Linked DNA regions of Gossypium arboreum: all the other regions are linked to region 1. The links are chromatin contacts, called in public Hi-C maps. All regions are on one chromosome and are shown on one strand. The core of a region is the stretch at or near the end of the contact, and the rest is flanking DNA. Distances in the headings are between cores, read along the strand shown. Region 1 holds the start of LOC108464875. Region 2 holds the start of LOC108467751 (DNA-binding protein BIN4). Region 3 holds the start of LOC108470258.

Region 1 (4,747 bases), core at 155-2,654:
ACACCTCAGAATAAAAAGGAAGGTCAAATAAATAAATATAGGTATAGCCAGCAATGTTGATGGTTACTTACGCTCTATCACTCACTACAACTTGACTGGAGCCAGAAATGGTTAACCCTTTATCTGAAAAGTAATTCCACACCCAATCAATCAGAACCTGAGGTCCTTCACTTTTCCCTTTAGAATTATCACTCTTCCCATTATGCAAAGAGTGACAAAAATGCCTTCCCTTATTCAAACCCTGCTGGCGATGAACATATTTATCCATAGGTCCAGAAACTCGAACTGCATTCCTTTGCTTAACTGGTTGTCCAAGAGTAGAACCAGGAACAGAAAGATAGAGCAGTTCAGATTCCTTAGGACCAAAATCAACCACCCTAGCACGAAGACCAAATGAACGAAAAAGAGAAGCACATTCAGTAGTCCCAATCCTGTGATTGGTACCATATATTTTGCAGTTAAAATGTTGGGCACCAGGTGGATCAAATCCACTTTCCCAAGCAATCTCAAGCCAACGCTGGAGGAAAGCGATATCAGGAACAAAACCTGACTCACCAAACAGGACTTTTCTAGCTTCCTTCCTGTGAGCAAGCAAATGAGAGCTTAGCATTTGAATGTTACGCCATCCACAACCCCAACCAACATCGACGGACGGAAGACTTTGGAAGTGATCCACGTAGCCAGACAATATGGTTACAGATGAGTTGTGTCGAGCTTCTAGTTCTAGACAATTTCTCAGCAAGGAAATCAAACCATCCTTGACGTGGTAAAAATTGCTCCTTGTTTGTAAACCAATCAAAGAAGAAATGCTAACAACGTCAGTGGAGCCTGAAGAAGAGGCAATTTGAATTTGATTACCCAATTCCATGTCATTAGCTTCCTTATCCTCATCCTCGAAGTGACTGTTGGCGTGCCTGTATCAAATGATTACTACCATTACTTTGATCCAAAATCACAAATAGAACTAGAAAAAAAGTCGAAAAAAGAGCACACCATTGGAGTTCTGAGGAGGGAACGCTAAGGTGACAAAAGGGACAAACGGAAGATTCCATAGACCAGACCTCACTACGACTTCAATGATGAAGAGTTTCAAAGGTTTGTCTTTTTTGTAACTTATTTCTTTCTAAAGTTTCGTTGAAAATCTGAATCTTCCGGTCATCGAAAGTTTTCTGATGAATAATAGCAATAAAATAAGAAACGAATAAACTGGGTACCGGACGCTATGATGAAAGAAAGATGCGGTTATGGGAATTGAAAGAAAGATGCGGTTATGGGAATCGAGACGCTAACCTCAAAAGGCAGAATGAGAAGTGGAGGCAGAGGTGAGAGGTGATCAGAATGACACCGACGATTTGCCTCCTACGTTGCGCGTTTTGTATTGTTTGATTTGAGTTGGGGAAGGATGTGGAAACACGGAAAATTCAAAATTTGAATGAGAGCTGGGAAAGAGATTTGGATTAATTTCTTATTTAGTCCCTAAAATATACTATCCTTTTCAATTTAGTCCTTAAAGTTTTTCTTGACGTTTTTTTAGTGCCTAAGTTTTTCAGCGGTTCACTGATTCAGTCGTTTGGGTGATCAGTAGAAAGAAATATTAAAATATTATAGAAATTATAAAAATGGTCCTCCATCCATTTTGCCTTTAAATTCTACCTCCTAGTTTCCATGATAGGAACAGTTCCATTTGATGAGGTCTTCGCTGAACCAGCAATGGGTGGGACTGTAATTTGGCATTTGAATCAAATATTATTTTTTGGTTGGGATGAAACATAATCTAGTTTTTTTTTATAATATGAGTTAATTGTATTATTTAATAGTTAAAGCATAATAATGAACAAATTAAATTTTAAAAATTCGTCAGAGAAAATATAAATAAATATTTGAAATCCATGTGAAGCTAAATAATGTTGGAATTTTAGTTAAATAAGAAACTCAAGTTATATATTACATTCACCACTTTAAATAATTGTGTTTTTGGGATGGGAGACCACATAATTTGAATTCTGTCAAAATGAATATTCGACAAAAATTTGAATTATCGCTCTATACAAGTCAAGTTTAAATAATCATGTTTTTAAATTCTTTAGAATATAAATATATTATCTTATCAGTTAATTTAAATTATAATTATAAATTAAAATTTTAATTATGGAATCTTTTATATTTTTATATTTCGTTAAAAACTATTCGAGATAAATATTAGTTGTCCAAATATCATCACTTAAAGTTGTCCATGAGTCAATCTGTTAAACTGTACATATTAATTTTAATCTTAAACCTTATAATATATATCAATTTAATTAATAATATAAATTTATACAATTTATAAGATAAAAGGTATAATGTTTTGAAATAAAATAGATGTAGAATAATTATGTTACAAAAATTTAAATCTCATTTTATTAAACATAAACTAAATAATTTTTTAAGGATAAAACATAATTCTTTATAAGTTAGCAACATCATTCATAATGGCTTGGTGAATATGAGAGAGATAGTCATCTATCTAATATAAATCAACAAGTACATTGAAACTAAGGGTGCTAAAAAATACTTGACTCGTTGATCCGATAAAAAATTAAATAGGTATTTTTTTTTTTAAACAAAATTTCCAGGCCAAGTAATTATTTACATTTGATTCCTAATTTTTTACCCTAATTACTAACAGTATGATTGGTTGACTGTAATACTAAACTATTATAGTTGAATTCAGTGGCCCATTCCTATTCCATTGTTTGGTTAGCTGTAATGGGCTATTACAGCCCTATTCTATACAGCCTTATTCAAGGCAAAACTGTCGTTTACCATTCCGCACTCTACCCATGGAATACCTGTGTGTGAGTTTCAACTTTACCCTTCTCCCTCTTTTTCATTCTCATGTATGAAGCATCTTCTTTTTTTCATTCTTTTTTCCATTTCCTTACAACCTTCTCTCTCTCTTTCATTCTCTCGTCTGAAGCATCTTCTGTTTTTCAATTCTTCTTCCCATTTCCTTCCAACCTTCTCCCTCTTTTTCATGCTTCTATCCTGACCAACCCTTTGACAAACCCTATAAGTTTTGTCCATCTTCTCCGTCATTTAAAATCTCGTTCCCCATTGACACCTCTGCTTTTCGCATCATCAGCCATGGTAAGCAAAACCCTTAGATTATTTAAAATAATATTTTTTTTCTACATTTTTAGATTTTCTTTTATATATACAAAACTATTTGAGGATACTTTATACATTCATCTTGATTCATTTTAATTTACTTGGGCAATTTTTGTTTGGCTGTCAAGAAAACGAGTGTGAGATCAGGGAGAAGGATGGCATTAATTTTTTTTTTATGTTTGTTTTTGCTTATTATGATCAGTTTAATTGAGCAAAACACTTGATTTCGAGATCAATAGCTTAAACATTGAAGAAAATTCAAATGGAATGTAAACTAATAAACTATTAATAGATGCTTAGAGCAATGCTTTTTTCTTTTCACATCTAAGATTATGTGTAAATCTTAGTGTTATTTAGTATGGTAACCTAGGCTAAATTACAATTTTATCATTTTTATGAGAGCTAAAATGCAATATTATTATTTTTAGATTTTCCTTGATATATACATGAAACTATTTGAAGAAGCTTTAGACTTTTATTTCGATGCATTTGAATTTACTTGGAAAAGTCCTGTTTGGTTGCCGAGAAAACGAGGATGTATCGGAGAGAAAAGTGTTTTTTTTATGTCATTTTGTAAGCTTATTATGATCAGTTTAATCGAACAAAACACTTGATTTTGAGATCAATAGCTTAAACACTGAAGAAAATTAAGATTGTGTGTAAATCTTAGTCTTATTTTGTATAGTAACAAGGGCAAAGCCAGGAAAATTTTTTGGGTTGAGATTAGAGTATATATTTTTATGAGAATTAAAATGCAATTCTACCATTATATTATCTTATATCTTTATAGTTTTTAGGACTAAATCAGTATTTTATCTTAATGCCTGAATGTTTACTATCCCACTTGTTCAATTCTCGCATGCAAATCATCTCCGTCAACCCCATTCCCACCGATCGACTGACCATCTGTGACCACTTGACACCTGCCGTCTGACCGCTCCCACCATCACCGCTCATTTCTGTCTCAAAGCTCAAGTAAGCACTACTATTCAATATTTCAGTCTACCCGTCTCTCTCTTTGTCTCTTCCCAAACTTCTCTATTTTGTTCTGTTTTCGTTTTTTTTTTCTTTGGTATACTAGTCAGTCGGTTTGAGATTTTGTTTTCTATTTCACTATGGTGTTTTGCAAATCTTTTGGGTGATAGAAAATTAGAAATTATGGATATTTTATAACAACCGTAAATCCTAGAGCTTGATATTTACTATTATTATGTTTAAAGATTCTAAATTATTGCTTGATTGTTTCCATTTTATACCTCATGTTGTGACCCTATAGGAATGAGGAGATGAATGATTTGCTATTAACTTTGTCTAGTATTAGACAATCAGACTTTCATCGATTGTATTCTGCAGACTGTTTAATCATATAAGACAACTTTAAACTACTTTTTTCTGAATGCACTTTGTTCTTGCCTATGCCCTATGGATAGTTTCTGTTCATAAATCATGTTCCTTTTTTCTGATGTCATTTGTTGACTGTAATTTAAATTGTTCTGACAATACTGTCTCTGATGAAAAACTCATTTCTTAATTAATTGTTTTTACTGTAATTATCATCTTAAATGTTCTCTTGGTTCTTATTTAGTCCACTTTTTCC
Region 2 (4,708 bases), core at 1,470-3,969, 320 kb after region 1:
CATAAACAGTAACATTAAAAAGGAAAATTGTACCAACAATCACATCATGAGCAGTAGCCTCTTCTCTGGCCCGGATTGCGTAAGCTTGGGCTAGCGCATGACCTTTCGATCTCGCAGTCACCTTGTGTGTTGTGTTGCTACTAGCTCCCACATTATTTCCATGTCCCTATTTCCTACATCTCTGCGAAATGGTTGTTGGTTTGGTAACCTGTTCTAAGCTAATCTCAATCTTATGTGGGCAATCATTCAGATAATGTTTCGCTAAACCATATAAAAAACAAGACCCACTCTTCAATCAACATTCACCAAAATGGTTTTTACCGCAATGTTCACATACGGGCTTATCCACATTCTTGATACTACCTACACTAGTGACGAATGTAGTTTGAGGTCTCGAATTATTATGTTGTGATCGATCTCTCTCTGGATATCCAAAAGGAGGAATGAACCTATTTGGAACAACTTTAGACTTTTTTGGTAGAGTGGGAAAAGATCTAGACGTACTTTGCTTGCCTGAGTCTCAATGTTTATTTCAACTCGCTTCTTTACGTTACATATATCTTCCATTTTCTATACTCTATCATCTAAAGCAACAAATTCTTTAGTTTCAAGAGCTCCAACCAACATTTGAATTTCTAAATTCAAACCCCAATCAAAGTTAGTGTAAATTTAAGCTTCTGTGGGAACTATTTCTCGAGCATATTTACCGAGTCAAACAAATTCTCTCTCATACTTAACGACTGATTTGTTTCTTTGTTTTAACTTGATAATCTCTCTTTTTTTCTTTTCCAAATACCACAAACTGATATATTTCTTTTGAAATTCAGTTTGGAAAAAAGTCTCAGTTTATTCTTTCTTTTAGAACCATTGTGATCAATGTAGTCCACCACTGATAAGCCTCATCTTTCAATAATGAGACGACACACTCAAATAGTCATTTGGCAAACAGATCATCTCGTCGAAAGCTCATTGTGTGTTTTCAAATCAATACTCAGTTTTAGTTGGATTATCATATCATTTCCCTTGGAATTCCTTAGCTCTACATTTTTGGATTTTATCGATTGGGGGTTTGTAAACATTTACCAATTTAAATCTTGAGACGTGGGGGTGTTGGGAGTGGCACAGTAGGGGGTGGATGTTGCAGAGCCACTGGGTGAGTTCACAGGAAATTCGAATACCACCATTCATCATTTGAAATAAGGCACCATGCGTCACACTTCCATGCCTTTGAGTCTAGGGCACACTCTAAGCGGCTCATTGCTTAGGAGTTGGAACATTACTATCTATTTTATTAGGTGCAGCGTGATTAAACTCAGCTAAAATCTTTTATCTATAAAAAAAACCAAAATCAAATCGGATCTGAAGGCATCACATAATCACCGGTTATAAGTGACATGTATTTCTAGACTCGTACGCACTATGTTTCAGTCTTAGAATCCACTAAACCGTAGCTTTGATACCATTAAATGTAACACCCATAACCCGGTCTTGTGACCGAACCCAAGCTACAAGATATTACCAAGCAGTGAGTTAGGTCGCGATCTTCAATCAATTAACATTACGATCTCCAACCTTAGTGACTTTATGCTATCTCAGTCCCTTACATCGTGGCATGACTCTCTGTTCAAGAACCTTCAAACCGTTGTGCACTTTAGCATTCTACACACCTACACATTCACAAGTGCACCTTTAAGCATAATCTATTAACAAAAGTATAGAATAAGATCAAAGTGCTAAAAATGACACAAAAACAGAAACATACTTACAAATGACCTAAAACACAATTTAATCCTAAAACGACTTGATTTTACTCAAAAGTAAACTAAAATAAGCGTAGAAGGATTGTGATTGCATACACCTAATTACACCTATCAATTACAATATTTCTCTTAAACAACTTTGTAAACCTAATGTCTAAAATAAACTAATATGTAAACATTAAAGAAGTCTATATATTCAAAATAAAAAGCTTAGATCATTTATACAATGATAGCTTATTTCGCATATAAGCTAACATCAATGTTGTAAAACGAGAATGGAGGTTAAATTGATTGAATAAGACCTCGATTCCAATTTAACCATACAATTCAATTACACTGAAAAATTAAAAGAAATAAATTAATATTTATTAAAAATCCATAGAAATTAAAAATATATATTACTTTTTTAAAAAAAGAAAAATTATATATAAAAATCAAAGATAAAACTGAACCAAAAATAATGAAAAAAATCAATTTTAAAATAAAAATAATAAGAAAAATATGATTTTCTTATTTTTTTCTCAAACTTCAATTTCCAAAACTATATGCACATTGTAGTTTAACATATTAATCGGATTGATAGACGTAAAGTTGGCTAGTAAAAGGGAGCAGCAACTTTAGAGTGTTGAGGAAAAAGCAAATGGACAAGAAGAGCGTCCAAAGTAGGATTTTGAGCAAAAACAATGGAAGTTCGTGTATGTTGAGAAGCAAGTCCGATATAGCACTATTGATTGGCATGTTATTATGGGTTTGCTGCATCTGTCAATGTATGTATCTGGTAAACAAAAAGAAAAAAGGTTTCACCTGGATTGAATATCATGTAACTGGTCAAATTCCCTCGCCCCAAACTCTCCTCCACAGAGCCCAATAAAGCCCAGTGTAAATAAAGCCCTAACTCAAAAACTCTGTATCAATCCTCAAATCGAATCTGTATCTGTAGGGTATTGGGCCTAGAACTCCATAAGCCCCCTTCCGTTTCTCTTGTTCCTTCTTTCCCTCTCCTTCCATTTTCATTTCTACCATTTCTTTTTCTCTGCTACTCATCACTTTCAATTTTCCTTTCTTCTTCTGTTTCTTTTTTTTTTTACTTCTCTTTGATCTATTCTACACCCGGCACCGTTGCATTACTCTTAATTTGTTTGGTTCAGCTACCCAGTGCATAATTAGGCTTTTAGGGTTTCTCTGTTCACATTTTCTTTGGATTTTGTTTTGTGTTTTCGCAGCTTATAAGTGCTGCTGAGTTATAAATTTGTATAATCTAATATCAGGGAAGAATAATTGGTGCGGAATGAACAATTCCAGGGAAGATTCTCCAGATTGGCTGCGCTCTTTTCAGGTATATTTACCCTGCTTTCTCTAGCTTCTAAAATGTTTTTATTTGTTTGACACTCTGCACCATGCTTTTTCCCCATTATTTTCATGGCTAAAGTTTAACGTTTAATCAGATTGTTCTCTTTTCTTTTTGTAACCGTATAGCAGTTAGCCAGCTGTTGCACCTTTACATTGTTTTCTTACTGGTTTGCGAGAATTTACCTTGTTTTTAGGCACCGACTTCTACGCTGACATTATCTTCGGATTCCAATTCTTCTCCAAATGGTAGCCCGCGTAGGGTTGATAAAACTGATGCTGATGATGAAGACACATTGGAAAAGAGAAACCACGATAAAGTAAATCAAAAGCCTTCTGGAAAGAAGGAAAACGACGCCTTCAAGGACTCTGAAGGTAGAAAAGGAGTAATTCTCCTATGATAGTTAGGAACTGACGCAAGGGTTGTTTCCAAATAACTGAAATGATGCTTTAATGAATTGTTTAAAGTATATAATATTTCAGCTTCTGATTTCTGAACCCTTTCTTTGATTTTGACCTCGTTATTTACAACTTGTGCAATATGAACTTTTAGCAATGATGCAGGGAGTGAGGAGGATGGAAAGGTCGCTGCGGAAGAAATGTCTGAGAAACACTTGGGATCTCATGTACGGTATCACATTATATTGCCTTGGGATTGCCTAAATCTGGGTTCTCCTTTATTATTGCATTTCATGGTTTATCAAAAATGTCATCAAACTTAAAAAATTGATTTTAGATATCGTTTTGGAATTTATGAAAATAAAGACATTTTGCTTTGGAAAGAATCATTTCATCGTAGAACAAAACCATTTTCATTTATTTAACAGTATGATAAAAGTTTTATAATGTAAATTTTACTTCATATGTTTGAGACGTTTACTACAGAAAGATATCCAACGTGGTATGAATCTGATTAGATTGGAGGACCACTGTTAATATTGAAGCTGATGAAAGTGGTTAGATGTTGAACAGGCAGTAAATCATTCGATATGGACGTTATCATCCGATTCTGAGTCTTCTCCTGGCCATTCTCCTCAAGGGAAGCAGAAAGTGTCTCTATCTCAAGAGAGTGGAGAGGCAAGTGATCCAGTTCTGACTGGCAGGGCCAACAGGTCTCCACTAAAGAAGACTTCTAAAGGAAAATCTCCAAAGAAGGGGGTAAAAGCAAGGGGTCAGACTCCCAAAAAGGAGAAGAATGTGAAAGATGATGCGAAGATAACAGGTATGATACTGAATTTGTAATGTAAAGTTTGATTTTAATGTTTATTGGGTTTGGCTAGCTTAAAACATTCAATAGCTGATGCAAAGGATACTATGCGATCAAGCTACTTAATTTATTTCATGCAATGTTGGGTTATGTTAACAGAAAATGATGTTAATGTGGAAACTGCCGAGGAGGAGGCTTCTGAAAAGCACATCGAACCTCATGTAAGACCATTGGTAGAAACTATTTTATTTCCTTTTTGTCATCTGAGACTCGTCACTTAATTATTCAAATTTTACAATATGTAGGTTTCTACCTCAAGGTTGCCTTTGGTGCTGTCTGAGAAAGTTCACCGCTCAAAGGTAGGATACATTTTGTCATAGTTATAGCTTATTTG
Region 3 (4,182 bases), core at 458-2,957, 490 kb after region 1:
AGATCTTACGCCAAGGCGCATAACAAATAGTTGCAAAAAGAACACAAAACAATAGAATTGAATCTGTGGATTTAAAGCTAGATTAAAAATGAATATGGCACCATCCATCAGAAAATATTGATGTTGAAAAAAATAATTAAAGATTCCACAACATTAACAATTAGAATAAACATAAATAACCAAGGAGTAGATAGATGAAAATCTTTAGAATAAAACTCTTATTACAGACCTAGAAGCACCATAGTTTGATAAATCAAGGTAGATCAGTTGGAGAAAAAGTGAAGTAAATTTGATTTCTCAAAATTAAGCTAGGAAAGGGCTACATAGCATAAGAGAAGGTAAGAAATAAAAATGTTCTTCCTACAGGCAGGTAGAACTATCTACCATCATCAGGTCTTTCATCCATTTATCCATATTTGTCCCATGAAATAAGTTCCAATGGGAACTAGATAAGTGAAACAAGATAAAAAGTCCTTAAGGTTAAGAATAGGATGTGGTATATGTAATCTAAATTCGAAACTAGTCTAGCTCAAGTCCATGCCATCTCCAACTTGGCTGCAGATGGGACTAACAGCAGAGAAAGATCTCTCAAAAGGAGAAGGACGAATCTGCGCATCACGTCTGCGCTTAAAACCACAGCTATCAGAGGGTGGGGAATTGTCAGCATCAAGCTTCCTCCTGACGCCTCTGATCACCTGTTCCTCAGCTTGAGAAAGCGGAAAGACCTGGCCGCTTGCCCGGCAAAGGGAACTATGGTTATCATACAAAATTCTCTGGTTACAGTTCTTGTCACAGATATGTGTGATTCCTGTTAGTTTGCAGCGATACATGTTGCCACAAACATGTTCATTTTGGCATTTACAATCGCATTTGTGAACAGGAAAAGGCCCGTCACGGCCTAGAATAGTAGACAAATAAATAACATTTGCAGGGGCAGCAGCCATGGTTTTGCCGTATACCTCCATTGCCTTTGAGACCAAAAAAGTTTTTTATCTACGGTGAAATTCCAAGAGCTTCAAACCGTGTAGAACTCAAACGTTCTTCTGCAGAACCCAACATAATATCAAAAATTGAGTCAAAATTTTGATATTTTTTGGCTGGGTTCTCTTCTGATGCAAGCTAACTACAATTTTTTTTTTTTTTGGGGGGGGTTCAAAATCCTACTCTAAAAATGTAGTCATGCATGGGAAGGAAATTATAAAACGACCAAACCCAGCTGAAGATCAAAGATTTAAAGAACTAGCCCATCACGTATACACATGATCAAATCACAAACGGATCCTAATCCTCAAACCAGGACATAATAGGTAAAAGAAAAAGAAACAAACCTGGCGCCGGAACAGTGAGGAACCAAGAAAAAGTAGAGAAGTCTGTGTCAACAAGAAGAAATGGGGAAAAGGAGGAGAGGGTGGGGAAAGCATATATAAAGGAATGGGTAAGTGGAAAGTGGATTAAATTAGGGAGCCGAAGAATGGGGATTGGGGGTTGACGCGGCGCGCCCTTAGTAAAAATCCAACCAAAAATCAAAGCATTTAGGAGGAGTTTTGGTTTTGGACATAACACGTCCGCTAAAGGACGTATAAGTTCTAACAGAGTGGGTAGTTTTGGGATTTGCTGTTTGGTGTGGGGGCCAAACAAATTTCACATGTAATTTCACACTGTACCAACGACCAATTGAAAAAACAAAAAACAGAAACTTCAAATCACTGTCACCTTTGAATTTGTCTCTGCCCTTTACCCTTTATTTCTCCTTCCAGTTTTCCCTTTTTCTACTTAACTATTGCCACGTGTCAAACATTTTCCTGCACTAAATTACCAAATAAAACTATTTTCTTTTTAAAATTAAAAAAATAGTCTGAATTTTAAAAAATTTACGAGAATAAATTAATTCTGATAAACTGTTTTGCATTTTTAATATATTGATAAAAAAGCTTTTCACCAAGTCAACACTAAAAGTGGCAACACTATTTTTTTTTTGGTGTAACCTATTAATATAAAAATAAAACTTACAAAATAAGTTTTTATATAGACTTAAAGTCTTATTTTTTTTATTTTCTTAAACAATTTGGGATATGAGATATGTGTACATATCAGGGGCGAAACCAGGGGGGGCAGGCATGGGCCCCGGCCCCCCTAAAATGGGAAATTTTCATTTAGGCCCTTTAGATTTTTTTAAAATTTTAAATTAGTAAAGGTAAAATTGTACTTTGGCCCTCCCTAAAATTATAAAAATTTAATTTAATCCTTTAAAAATTATAAATATATGGACTATAAAAAATTAAAATTTCCTTCTACCCAAAATTTTTTTTTTCTTTCATACAGTACATATAGACTCACAAATAAGTTTGCAGCTTGTTCCTAGACAACGCTTGGATTACTTCCTCTTTAAATAACAACATAAGATTAAAGACTACACTATATTTTATAATTTTTTAATTATAGAGTTTAAAATTTTATTGATAATGTAACAAATGTTTTTCTTTTATGTTTTAGTTTTTTTTGAAAAATATTTACATGTTGATAGTTGTATTTATAGTTTGCATAATTTGTTATTATGGTTTATTTTGAATAAAATTTTGTTTAAAGTGATGTGTTGAAATTCATTACAATTTTATTTATAATGTCAATTCATAATATTATTTTTATTTGTTTAGAGTATTGTAAATTTTATATATTCTACATATTAATAATTCATTTATATAGATATTAACACATGTATTAATATTGTATTCCATCATTTTATTGTTTAATAATTTGATATAGAGATTTAGTTTTAACTTTAATTCATTTTCTTAAAACTAATACACATGGCTTAAACGTTATATAAATATAACTAATATAATATTATATACAAAACTTTAATCTAATTTTTTGTGATGTTAGATCAACAAATTGGTAATGCAATTTTCAAATGATCACTTAAACACATTTGCTAAGTATTTATATCACCATTCTTTTGAAAGGTATGAGTGAAGAAAGATTTTGGGGAAATATATTTTGATCTCTTCAAGAGTTTCAACAATAATCATAGCAAACTTTGATTAGTAAATTAACCTAAACATGTCCTTAGTCTACTCAGAAATGAGCAAATTGATTGAAAGACTAATATGTCGTTTATCGACTCCAATTAAATGAGCAAACTGATTGAAAGACTAATATGTCGTTTATCGACTCCAATTGGGGAGATGTTTTTTTCTTGAGTATCAGAGCGGATGACTCCTAGAAAATAGAGACATAGATGTGACTAACTGGATTGACAATACATCGGATATGACCAAGTAGAGTAGATCCTGAATCCGTTTATTGATTTATTCACTTGTGATGTTCGTAGTGTGGCATACTTTAATCCTAAATGGATGGTGGACTATGTATGCGCTACTCGTATACTTTGATATAAGTAAAAGCTTGAGTTCAAATAGATAATGAACTGAAAGCTGGTGTGTTAGGTATATAACTTTTGCAGTATGTAGCACCATTCACAATTGTGAAATTCAGGGCCCAAGAAATGGGTAAATGATACCCTCTCATCGAAATTACATGATAGATGAAAAGTAAACGTGACCATAGGTCGTTTGTCTTTATAATGAATGACTTGGTTACTATTTGATAGTGATTGATTTTCATAAAAAAAGATGTAGTGGTTACCATGAGATAAAATAGGATCATATTAGGAGAACAAAGTTATCCTAAAGAGATTAAGGATATCCTATGAGAGTAACACGCTTATGGCAAGGTCATTAGACGAGCACTGGTTGAGTAGCTTTCGTAATGGTATGTAATTGAGGAGAGCTCAGTCATGATACTATAGTGAAACGATTTTGTGACTAAATGGGTTTATAATTAATATGCGAAAACTTAAAATTTAATTATAAATCATTTGATCCTTGATTACATATGTTGAATTGGTCCTTCCGCTAGCTCGTTGAAACCAGAAATGAATTGCATTTAGAATCAAATTAACAGAAATAGATAGAAATGATAAAGTTAGAGAAAGATTATTTTCGAAAATGAATGTGGTTTTTTCACTAAGTATGGAAATGACCTAAGATTTAATTTAAGTTTTTCAAATTATTATTTAATAATTAAAGTTTGAAAATGGAATTAAATTAAATGGTCATTGTGAATCTGTTGAATATGAAAATTAAATGTCACACCTAGTTTCTATTAAAATCTAAAATTAAT

The links. A called contact is a pair of places that touch in the nucleus more often than the background predicts.
Region 2: a contact with region 1 is called in a Hi-C map of leaf, with 4 times the contacts expected there. The contact joins the promoter of LOC108467751 here to the promoter of LOC108464875 in region 1. A contact is called at or near these places in 3 of 5 Hi-C or Micro-C datasets (all in leaf).
Region 3: a Hi-C map of leaf shows a contact between it and region 1, with 4 times the contacts expected there. The contact joins the promoter of LOC108470258 here to the promoter of LOC108464875 in region 1. A contact is called at or near these places in 2 of 5 Hi-C or Micro-C datasets (both in leaf).

What each region holds. Positions count from the first base shown.
Region 1 is chr8:55,475,047-55,479,793 of ASM2569848v2, forward strand. It overlaps LOC108464875, which reads right to left and starts at 1,405. Exons shown (of 5, transcript XM_017765151.2): 1 at 1,291-1,405; 2 at 994-1,169; 3 at 72-914. The coding sequence starts at 1,052. It overlaps LOC108464873 (a long non-coding RNA gene), which reads left to right and starts at 2,782. Exons shown (of 2, transcript XR_001868365.2): 1 at 2,782-4,125.
Region 2 is chr8:55,792,541-55,797,248 of ASM2569848v2, forward strand. It overlaps LOC108467751 (DNA-binding protein BIN4), which reads left to right and starts at 2,720. Exons shown (of 12, transcript XM_017768505.2): 1 at 2,720-3,096; 2 at 3,305-3,482; 3 at 3,672-3,733; 4 at 4,080-4,329; 5 at 4,474-4,535; 6 at 4,620-4,673. The coding sequence starts at 3,049.
Region 3 is chr8:55,960,400-55,964,581 of ASM2569848v2, forward strand. It overlaps LOC108470258, which reads right to left and starts at 1,708. Exons shown (of 2, transcript XR_008269649.1): 1 at 1,329-1,708.